2 separate regions of the Anas platyrhynchos genome follow, and region 1 is linked to region 2. Evidence: chromatin contacts called from public Hi-C data. All regions are on one chromosome and are shown on one strand. The core of a region is the stretch at or near the end of the contact, and the rest is flanking DNA. Distances in the headings are between cores, read along the strand shown. Region 1 holds the start of LRRC28 (leucine rich repeat containing 28). Region 2 overlaps LOC101796143 (protein FAM169B).

The links. Hi-C and Micro-C count contacts between places; a contact is called where the count stands out from the background.
Region 1: a Hi-C map of subcutaneous adipose tissue shows a contact between it and region 2, with 2.4 times the contacts expected there. The contact joins the promoter of LRRC28 here to the enhancer-like site in region 2. A contact is called at or near these places in 2 of 8 Hi-C or Micro-C datasets (liver and subcutaneous adipose tissue).

What each region holds. Positions count from the first base shown.
Region 1 is chr11:21,318,909-21,323,817 of IASCAAS_PekinDuck_T2T, forward strand. LRRC28 (leucine rich repeat containing 28) reads left to right here and starts at 3,622. Exons shown (of 11, transcript XM_027465896.3): 1 at 3,622-3,738; 2 at 4,290-4,433.
Region 2 is chr11:21,035,086-21,039,856 of IASCAAS_PekinDuck_T2T, forward strand. It overlaps LOC101796143 (protein FAM169B), which reads right to left. Exons shown (of 9, transcript XM_027466224.3): 2 at 777-910. Among named protein-coding and RNA genes, the nearest start is that of PGPEP1L, 11 kb to the right of the region's middle. Within about 2 kb of position 2,311, at least 5 of the 8 cell types and tissues checked have an H3K27ac peak or open chromatin away from gene starts, as enhancers often do.

The sequences.
Region 1 (4,909 bases), core at 2,372-4,871, 290 kb after region 2:
CTTCTTAGGAAATCCATTCAACAACATAATCAATGTGGTCATCAGGAATTTTTCCTCAAATAATGAGCACAGCCCAACTTAGAAATAGACTGTTTTCAAAGTTTCTACTTTGAGCAAAGCTGATTTGAACCATAGCTGGCAATGCAAGTGAATTTCTTTCAAATTATGGCACTTGAGCTTTTTCATTAGAATCTCTGTGTCACTGAGACAACTCAGAGTGAAAAGGGAGCCAGTTAAACTTTAAGAAATACAATAACAAATAAACTGCAAGAAAAAAAGAGACTTAAGTGAAAGGTGGATGATGCCTACGCATCAAATAAAGGCATGTTGGCACTTGGCATGCAGGAGCTCCATCTGCCTTCCAGTTCTTGGTACTGCTGCAGAAGGCAAAGTTTAAAAGGGTTGGGGAATTGAAGGTAGCAGTACTGTGATGAGTCACTGTAATTTTGTTCCACTCAAATAGGATGATTTTGTCACTACATCAAAATTAACTGGAAATTAGGAAAGATCTAATAGGAGCCAGGACTTTCTGGAAAGCAAATTACTTGTGCATCACTAAACCCAGAAGGTGAGTTTATTTCTTCATATGACTGAAAAATCAAAGAATGCATGTATAATTCCAAAAATACATAAATAATAATAATAAAAATCCTAAGCTCTCAAAAATTTTCCCAATTGAGATTTTGTATCATTGTGTACATGAAAGCTGTATACTGTATATACAGAAAAAGCATTATGTAAGACATTGTAAAGCGAAAACAAAAGTAGAATGAATAGATACAAAATTCAAATTAATCGGTATGAAGTACTGGAAGAAATATGCAAACTGAAACACTCTCAGCAGTGACAATCTGGCAGGTGTACCAGACAGTCTGATGGGTTACTACTCCTTTTTACTCTCGTGCATGTCCTATGCTAACACACTACTGCAGACCAATCATTCAGCAAGCAGAAGCTGAAGAAGGATGAAACTACATCAGCTGAACACAGGGTTCTTCTGTTGGTTCCTATGCCTAGAAGATTCCTCCAGCCCACAGGACCTCCTCTGTACCAGGTGTAACTGCATGAGCCTGGTGTTCAGTGATGGATTTTTGCTTCATCAAAACTCCCAGCATATAGTGATGCCTAAGAAAGCCCCTCTTGTAGTGTCAGTTAACAAACTAAAAAGCAAAGGGTCAACTATTTGCTAATTATCCAACATTAAAGGAAGAAATGCTACCTTCCTGTCGTGTATCAGTCACAGCAGAGTTTCCTGCTGAAACAGCTGACCTTTGTTTGATTGCTCAGTGAGTATTTTGATCTTACTCTAAACTTACAGTTTCTAATTTAATGCACACAAATTCAATATAAGTGGTATTCATGGTTCTAGGTGGGAAACACTCACTGATCATTAGGGAAGCCGAACCTCAAAATATTTAGAATTCAAGTTCAGAAGCTCAATAATACATTTTGGACCTCCTAGTTCTGCAAGATAGAGAGTTAGGAATCATCACAAAAGATCGAGAAAAAAAGTCTTCATGTCTTGTTATGGCAAAACAATAGAAAATAGTTGCATAAAACTACAACAGAAAAATTTTTTGAGTTGCGTTTTCTGAAAGTTGTTAGTCTCAAACACTGACCTGGTGTAATAATCATCATCTGTTTTTATTCACACTAAACACATTTTGCTTATATAGGTTTTGCAAAAACAGGATCGCCAGAGGAGCTGCGCCCATTTGCTCCAGTTACTGGATTTGTTCCAGTAAACCAACTGATGACACTGGCAACTGCAAACAGCTTAAATAGATCTACTTCTATAAAGCTGCTGCACTTCAAGACAAGCTTTAATAGCTTCTCTATGTAGGCACAGATGAGATCAGTCATCCTTCTGGGAACGATGTAAATTTTGAGCCCTTGGTTTACCTGCTCTTAGAAGCACAAAATTAAGAATTAAACTATGGTAAAGAAAAAGAACCCATCTACTTAGTGAAGGGTTTCCTACTAGTCTCACTCATGGGATGGGAATGACTTGGCAACCATGCGGCAAGCATTCTCCTTAATGGAAGAACAGATTCCAATGCTCCTGTTCTGCTCATCATTTTTAGCCTTGTGACTACACAGGCAAGACTTTACACCTGTGCTGTGCAGGATCAGAGCTTCAAAGATCAGATTTCAGATCGGAGAGAGCAGCGCTTTTTAGAAGCACAGCACAGAATTTGATGACACAAGCTTGGGAGGTGTGATCACATCAGTTGAGGAAAAAAAAATCAGACTGAGAATGAGTGAGCGTGACAATTGCAGGCTCTGCAAGACAATGGAGAATCCTGAGTCACTGCTGCAGGAGGAAAGGCGGGAGAGAGAGTGAGATCTCCTAGCAGATAGGAAGAAAATGTAATATAGTTGAGGTGGGTGAGGATGTTCGTTTGTTTGTCTTGGCAAAGAACAGTTCATCTTTTTCTACAAAGACTACTCTTCTGCTAACTGAGAAGCAGTCTGGAGGGATTCGTGTATGTTACTCTTTTTTGTCAAATGTGAGAAGACATTTTAAAATACTGCTAGAAGGAACCGTCTCTCACACACACACACATACACACACACACACACACACACACACACAAAAAAAAAAAAAGAGAGAGAGAGACATTACAAACTATGATTTAAAATTGTCAGTTTTAAAATTCTCCCCTGGAATATTGACAAATCCAGTACTTTATATATATCATCAAAATCTTTAATAGTTTCAGTGATTGCAAACTGATTCTGCAGTTTATGTTGAATCCCCGCGGAAATTGTTTTATAATGACCACAGAAATACTCTGAGAGCTGAATTTGTTTTCATGACAGAGCAGAACCGAAGACATTTTAGCATTGCTCTCATCTCTGTAGCTCCTTTGTTGCTGTGAGCAGAAAAAATAATAATAAATTTATGTTAACCAGTCTGTGGGAAATAGAAAGAAACTGGGATTATTATTTTTTTTCGACGGTTTATGGACCTAATCAGCAAACAATAATTTAAGAATTTTTAATACCCAGTAACGTTTAATATTTTGAACATTAGGGAATTTGCTGGCATTAGAACACTGACATAACAAAAAGACCTTCCTAAGGATAGGTCTTAAGTATTGGGAGTGACTCTACATGTACATTTAAAACCAAAACCAGGTGAGCAGTGCATAGACCCGCTTCAGTTTCCTCGGGACCAACTATCAGAGGTAAAAATGGGGACAATGTGAGGTGGGGGGCGTAGGTATGTTGTCTAAGGGTCTCGTCTGCTGTCAGCAGAGAAAAAGTAGCATTAGCTGTAACAAAATTTAGAGGGGGAAAGGGAATTTTGCCACAACTTTTTCTTGCAAGTGATATTTTCCTTTGAAATCTGTTAGGAAGGGATAACTGGTGTGTTAAACAGCTCGGCCAGGCAGCCAGCAGCACAGCCAAGCTCCCCCACTGGGCTCCCTCTGCCCCTCACAGCCCCGCCACAGCAGGAAGCGGGACAAGCGCTGAGGCGATCCGGCTCCTCATTGGCCGCTGCCGGACCTCCAAGCCCTGACAGAACCGAACTTCCCATTGGATACCGCGCAGCGGCACGCCTTGCGATTGGCTGAGAGGGGAGAGCGGGCGGGAGCGGGCGGCTGGGGGAAGTCTCGCGAGAGTTGCGCGGCGCTCTCGCGCGGCCGCGGCCCGCCCTGCTCCGCCCTCAGGTGCTCGGAGCCGGCGGCGGCCCCGAGCGGAGGGGGCCGAGGTGCTGCCCGCCGCCCGCCGGTGAGTGGCCGCCGGCCGCCGGGAGCGGGGCAGGGCGGGACGCGGTGGGGACGGGGGGATCCCCCGCTGCCCGCCCCGGCCGCTGCCGGCCCCCCGGAGAGCGCGGGCTCGGCGCTGTCTCCGCGGTGTGGGTGCGAAGCCTTCCCCGGGCCGAGGCCGGGGGCCCGACCCCTCGCTGTGCCCGGCCTCAGTCGCCTCAGCCCGGCTGCTCCTGCCCTGTGGAGGCTGGGGGCGCCTGTTCCGCCGGGCTCTGCTCCGCTGCCTGTGCGGGAAGGGGATTTAGAGGCAAAAAAATAAATAAAAAGGGTTGGCTGCCGGTGGAAGCGGCCAGGAGGGTTTTCCTTCGGGGTAACAGCCAAAATAGAGCTGTGTGGTGGTGGCAGCTCTGGGCTTGCACGGGCTGTAGCTGTGTGTCCACGGCTAAACGCGGTCCAAGGGGTTCGTGGAGCCTCGGCAAGTTCAGAGCATGGAGATGTGATCCATGGAGAAGGCGGAAAGCTTTGGGGTGTCTGTGTGTTTTCTGACCTAATATTTTGTTCTTTTAAAGGCAGAAATAAAAACTAAAAGCCATGCTTTTAAATGGAAAAAGCAGGGAGCGAGGCATGATCTCCACAGAAGCAGTCATCGTGCCTGAGATTGCTTCATACTTATCAGGGAGGATGAGCTTTCCTTCACTGTTTCTTCTGTAGCAGCAGGTAGTGCTTAAATGCTCACAGACTTAAAAATTCTGATGTGCCTCCTTGAGTTATTTTAAAGCTGATCACAGATGTGGAGTTTGTTTCCTCTACCCGCTGAACTAAGAGAGCTTCAGTATAGTTAGTGCCACAGGCCAGCAGTACCTGCATGCTGTCTCCTGAAAGTGACAGCCGATAGAGGCAACTGTTTGTTACAGCGATTTTTCTTCTCATGAAAACTGTTTAGCCTAACCTAAGTTAGCCCAATACTTTGGAATCTTAAAAAGAATTCTGAAAATGTTAGACCTTTGCTTACAGAACTGGTCTTAGTGTTTCCTGAATTGGGGATAGTTTAGGACTAGAAGAGGAGTGCAGGATATTACATCCGAGTTGTTAGTAGTATGCATGTCACACAATGAAAAAAAAATTGCTGTATTCTTCCAGAAGGGCATAGGTCATTGATAAAAGCCACTTAGCTGCGAATCAAGAGAAATACT
Region 2 (4,771 bases), core at 1,061-3,560:
TAAAGCTAGTTACATTCCCTGCTCAAAGATGTAGCTGCCCACCTGAAATAGCATTTTTCTGGAATCTACTACATACTATTTTCCTAAACTGTGGAAAAGCCACCATATCCCAACCACTTATTTCAACTAACACACTTACTGTTTTGATGGTACAAAACCAGGTAGTCCAGTACACCTTTTATCATCTAGAAAATGCCCAGCATGGAAGGTTTCTCACATTAACTGAAGTCAGAATTTTTAACAGGCCAATTCCCTCATCCCCAGTCCCTTCTTCAGGTGCCTCGGGAATGGAATCTTTAAAGCACTAGCACCTGCAGCATTTATACCATCTGTCAGTTACAGCTGATCTGAACTGGGAGAATCCACAGTCAATACTATTAATACAATTATTAGAAAGGATGAAAATAGAAAATAGACTATACAACAATACCTGTGTAAACTGCATATTAGAGGCAGAATACAGAGCAGAGCCCTGATACAAACCTCTACCAAATTCACTTTTGATTCAGCCCTGTGAGAAGGCAGGTCAAGGTGTAAAGTTCAGCTAAGTACTTCAAACCCTCACCCACACTTGGAGGGTTTTAGGACTTGGAGTTTAAGCTTATTTCTAATTCGCAGCACACAAATTGTTTGAAATAATGCAGAATTTGCTGATTTTAAGAGATTTGTAATCTGGCCATACCAGTTTACCCCTATTCACAGACACATCATGAACACAACCAACAAGCTAGTTTGCAAGTACCCTACTTGTAGAATAAAAAATATCAGGCTATTACCTTTTCTCTTCCAGGGATAGAAAAAACATCACGAGTGGATGATGACTGCTTCAAGAGTTTTTCATAATATGCCTCAGCATCTGCTTGCAGAGCCTCTGGATCTCCCACTACTGTATCTACCAAGTAAAGGCAACCTGCAGTTAAAATAAAACACATGATATTTTTTAGTTTTAAAGTGAGCTAATAAATATGAATGTTAAAACCACAGTTTTCTCAGCAGTTGATTTTTGTAAATGGGCCCTCATCATTCCCATTGGAGCCTTTTGTAATCGTAATCTGAAACAAGAAGTCTGGTAAAATCCTATCTATTTGCTATCTACCTCTTGACATGCAATTTTACAAAGTACAACCATGACAGCATCAAATCACATTTGCCTCGTCTGAATTCAACAAGCAGAGTTTTAAATTTCTCTAGGTGTAAGTAAATCGCTTTAAAGCTGTAAGAAGAAAATTCTTCAAAGCACAGCCTGAATTTTAGTACTGTCCACAAATACAACAGGAACAGAATTCCAAAGCTTCCACAGTTTCTTGGAAGGCTGCCCCTTTATGTGCCTGTTCGTGCTCTGTAGTATATTGTTAGTTATCTCCTCCTCTCTTTTTTTTTTCTGCCATTTCAATCGGGCAATTTTACAACAATTGAGTAATGTCAAAAAATACCAAAATATTTACCCACAGAAGGGCTCCCAAAATAACAACTACAACCTTTTATGCAACATAACTTTCAATCCACGTGCCTCAATACTGTAGGATTCATGCAAGGTATTTGTTAATTGCATGCAAATAAAAATTACATACATCTGATGCCTGCTACGTAAATGCAAATTCCAGGAGAAGCCAAGCATCCTCTTTCTGATACAAGAAATCAGACTGATTGGTGGTTCATCACCAGCTGAAGAACATTAGAGGCAATGGGTTAGCAGTCAAAATAGTATTCTGCCAGTCACCTGCCACAGAAAGGAAATATTTGCAATTTAAGATCATTTCAATCAACAAGCCATGCCTGCAACTCTTATAAGGCCCAAACTGAGGACAAGATCTTCTACCTCACAGCTATAGTTTGAGTCTTAGCTCTAAATCCTCCATTTTTAATAAAGGTTTGCTTTCACATGGCAGTTCCTGTGACCCAAGTTTAATGTGAAATAACTAATCTGATACTAAGTGCAAAGTAAATGGCTGAGACAACAGTCTTCTGAGGGCCACTGTAGGAGCTATTTATATCAAGATTCAGAAACTATGGATCATGAAAGTACAATACTGAAAACTCCACCTTTCCGTGTAAAAACAGGAGCACGGGACGTGCAGTACCAGGTGAGACTTCATCCACTGCCCCACTGTTCTGTCCCAGCACTGCTCAGTAACCGATTCCTTACCAAAAAGTAAGAAACTACAACTGATAATGCACCATGACCCAGCACAGCTAAAAATACTTTAAACACTGTTTCCCTGCCCTTTGCAGGCAATCAGCTTACATCCTGATAAGGCTTGATAGCAAAGCTCTGCAGTCAGACTGCTGAACAGAAGCTGCTCCGCTGTCACAAGATGGGAGAAAGAAGCATTGCAACACCGGCAAGTTGAGTCACTTCATAAAATCCCAGCCAGTATTTAGCACTAGCAGCTGTTTTTTTCTGCAGCGACCTTCCCCACCATGCTGGGTAACACCACCAAGCAAAGAAGCCATATAAGGGAAGGAAGAAATAAGGCAGAAATTAAACATTATTATTTAAAACTTACGTAATTTACTGAAGTAAACTTCCTAGGATTTTTTTTTTTAACAAAAGAGCAACATATAAGACTTAAGTTTAGCACAAAGAAAAATATTGATCATGCTGATAAATAACATTCATGAGATGCTGCTTACGAGGCTATATCCTGCCACTGCTAGGCCAAAGCAACTTAATTCACTAGTGGCGTCCCCCAGGGCTCGGTGCTGGGGCCGGTCCTCTTTAACATCTTCATCAATGATCTGGATGAGGGCATTGAGTGCACCCTCAGTAAGTTTGCAGATGACACCAAGCTAGGTGCGTGTGTCGATCTGCTCGAGGGTAGGAAGGCGCTGCAGGAGGATCTGGATAGGCTGCACCGATGGGCTGAGGTCAACTGTATGAAGTTTAACAAGGCCAAGTGCCGGGTCCTGCACCTGGGGCGCAATAACCCCAAGAAGAGCTACAGGCTGGGAGAGGAATGGCTGGAGAGCTGCCAGGCAGAGAAGGACCTGGGAGTGATGGTGGACAGTCGGCTGAATATGAGCCAGCAGTGTGCTCAGGTGGCCAAGAAGGCCAACGGCATCCTGGCTTGTATCAGAAACACTGTGACCAGCAGGGCTAGGGAGGTGATCGTCCCCCTGTACTCGGCTCTGGTGAGGCCGCACCTCGAGTACTGTGTTCAGTTCTGGGCCCCTCGCTACAAGAAGGACATCGAGGTGCTTGAGCGGGTCCAGAGAAGGGCGACGAAGCTGGTGAGGGGCCTGGAGAGCAAGTCCTATGAGGAGCGGCTGAAGGAGCTGGGCTTGTTCAGCCTAGAGAAAAGGAGGCTCAGGGGTGACCTTATCACTCTGTATAAGTATATTAAAGGAGGCTCTAGCGAGGTGGGGGTTGGCCTGTTCTCCCATGTGCCTGGTGACAGGACGAGGGGGAATGGGCTAAAGTTGCGCCAGGGGAGTTTTAGGTTAGATGTTAGGAAGAATTTCTTTACTGAAAGGGTTGTTAGACATTGGAACAGGCTGCCCAGGGAGGTGGTTAAGTCACCATCCCTGGAAGTCTTCAAAAGACGTTTAGATGTAGAACTTAGGGATATGGTTTAGTGGGGACTGTTAGTGTTAGGTCAGAGGTTGGACTCGATGATCTTGAGGTCTCTTCCAACCTAGAGATTCTGTGATTCTGTGATTCTGTGAATAAGCACTTTAAAGCTGTCTCCTCACTGAACAAAACAACCAGCACCTTCAAATTTACACTAGCTTTCTGGTACCTAATCTACTGGTATTCTAAGGGAATGGAGATCCATTTGAACAATGAAATATTGTCACAAATTAAATGATGAGGCATTAGAGAAAACTTATGATCAACACTGCCTTAATACAGCTTTCCACAGATTAATTTTTTCTCTAAAAATTGCTTTTAGACTTTCATTTAACTTGTCTTTCCTGTGTAATATTCTGAAAATGCTAAGTATGTTAGAAGCACGTGTTCCTATAAAGGGTCATGAATTAAACAAATCTGTCCCAACTTCTATAAATAAGGGGGGATCCTTCAGGACAATATGGAGCAGGTGTCTAACTTTTGGTGCCCTGGAGTGCCCTCAAGAAGTCAGTTGTGCTAAGGCTGGGCTCTGTGAACATCCCCCAAAACCTGCACACCTGTGCACAACCACTAGGGCTGTTCAGCCGCCAGGGCAGGAGAAAGATCACTGAGGTAGCTTCAGTTTATGTTAACTGAAGCTTTCCGCAGTACAAAGCAAAGAAGCTATATTGCCTCTTCCATGTATGCCCCTTTCACATGCATTTTTTCTATAAAAACAAACAAAAAAAGTGACAAAGTCTAACCATAACTATAATTATTAGGCATTTGACTACAGCAGTAATTATTGCTGGCTAGCAGGACATTACAAAGGTTCCAAAATCAATTGCAAAATAATTTAACTTTGCTTTAAAAGGAAAGCAGCTATTCTCCTGCGAGTGCTTTGGTCTGAGGCCCCTACCAGCATCCAGGGATCCCAGACTTGCAATTTGCCGAGGACAGCCCTTTACCCCAATTTGAATTAGAGGATTTCATATGAATCTGATCTTAGGTAGCGACAACAAAAGAGCCCATTGTAGCAGCCTGACAGCTAGGGAGAAACAGCCCCGAGCACAAAGGGTTACGTCTGGGCGGGGAAGGAGCAGGGGAGCGGAGGGGGGCAGCGGGGGTGAGTCATAAAAAAGGGGCCTCCTGCTGCAGCCACAGAGCGAGGGCCCTGAACCAGGAGCAGAGTAAATGTAGAACGGGAGGCCTACTGCGTTA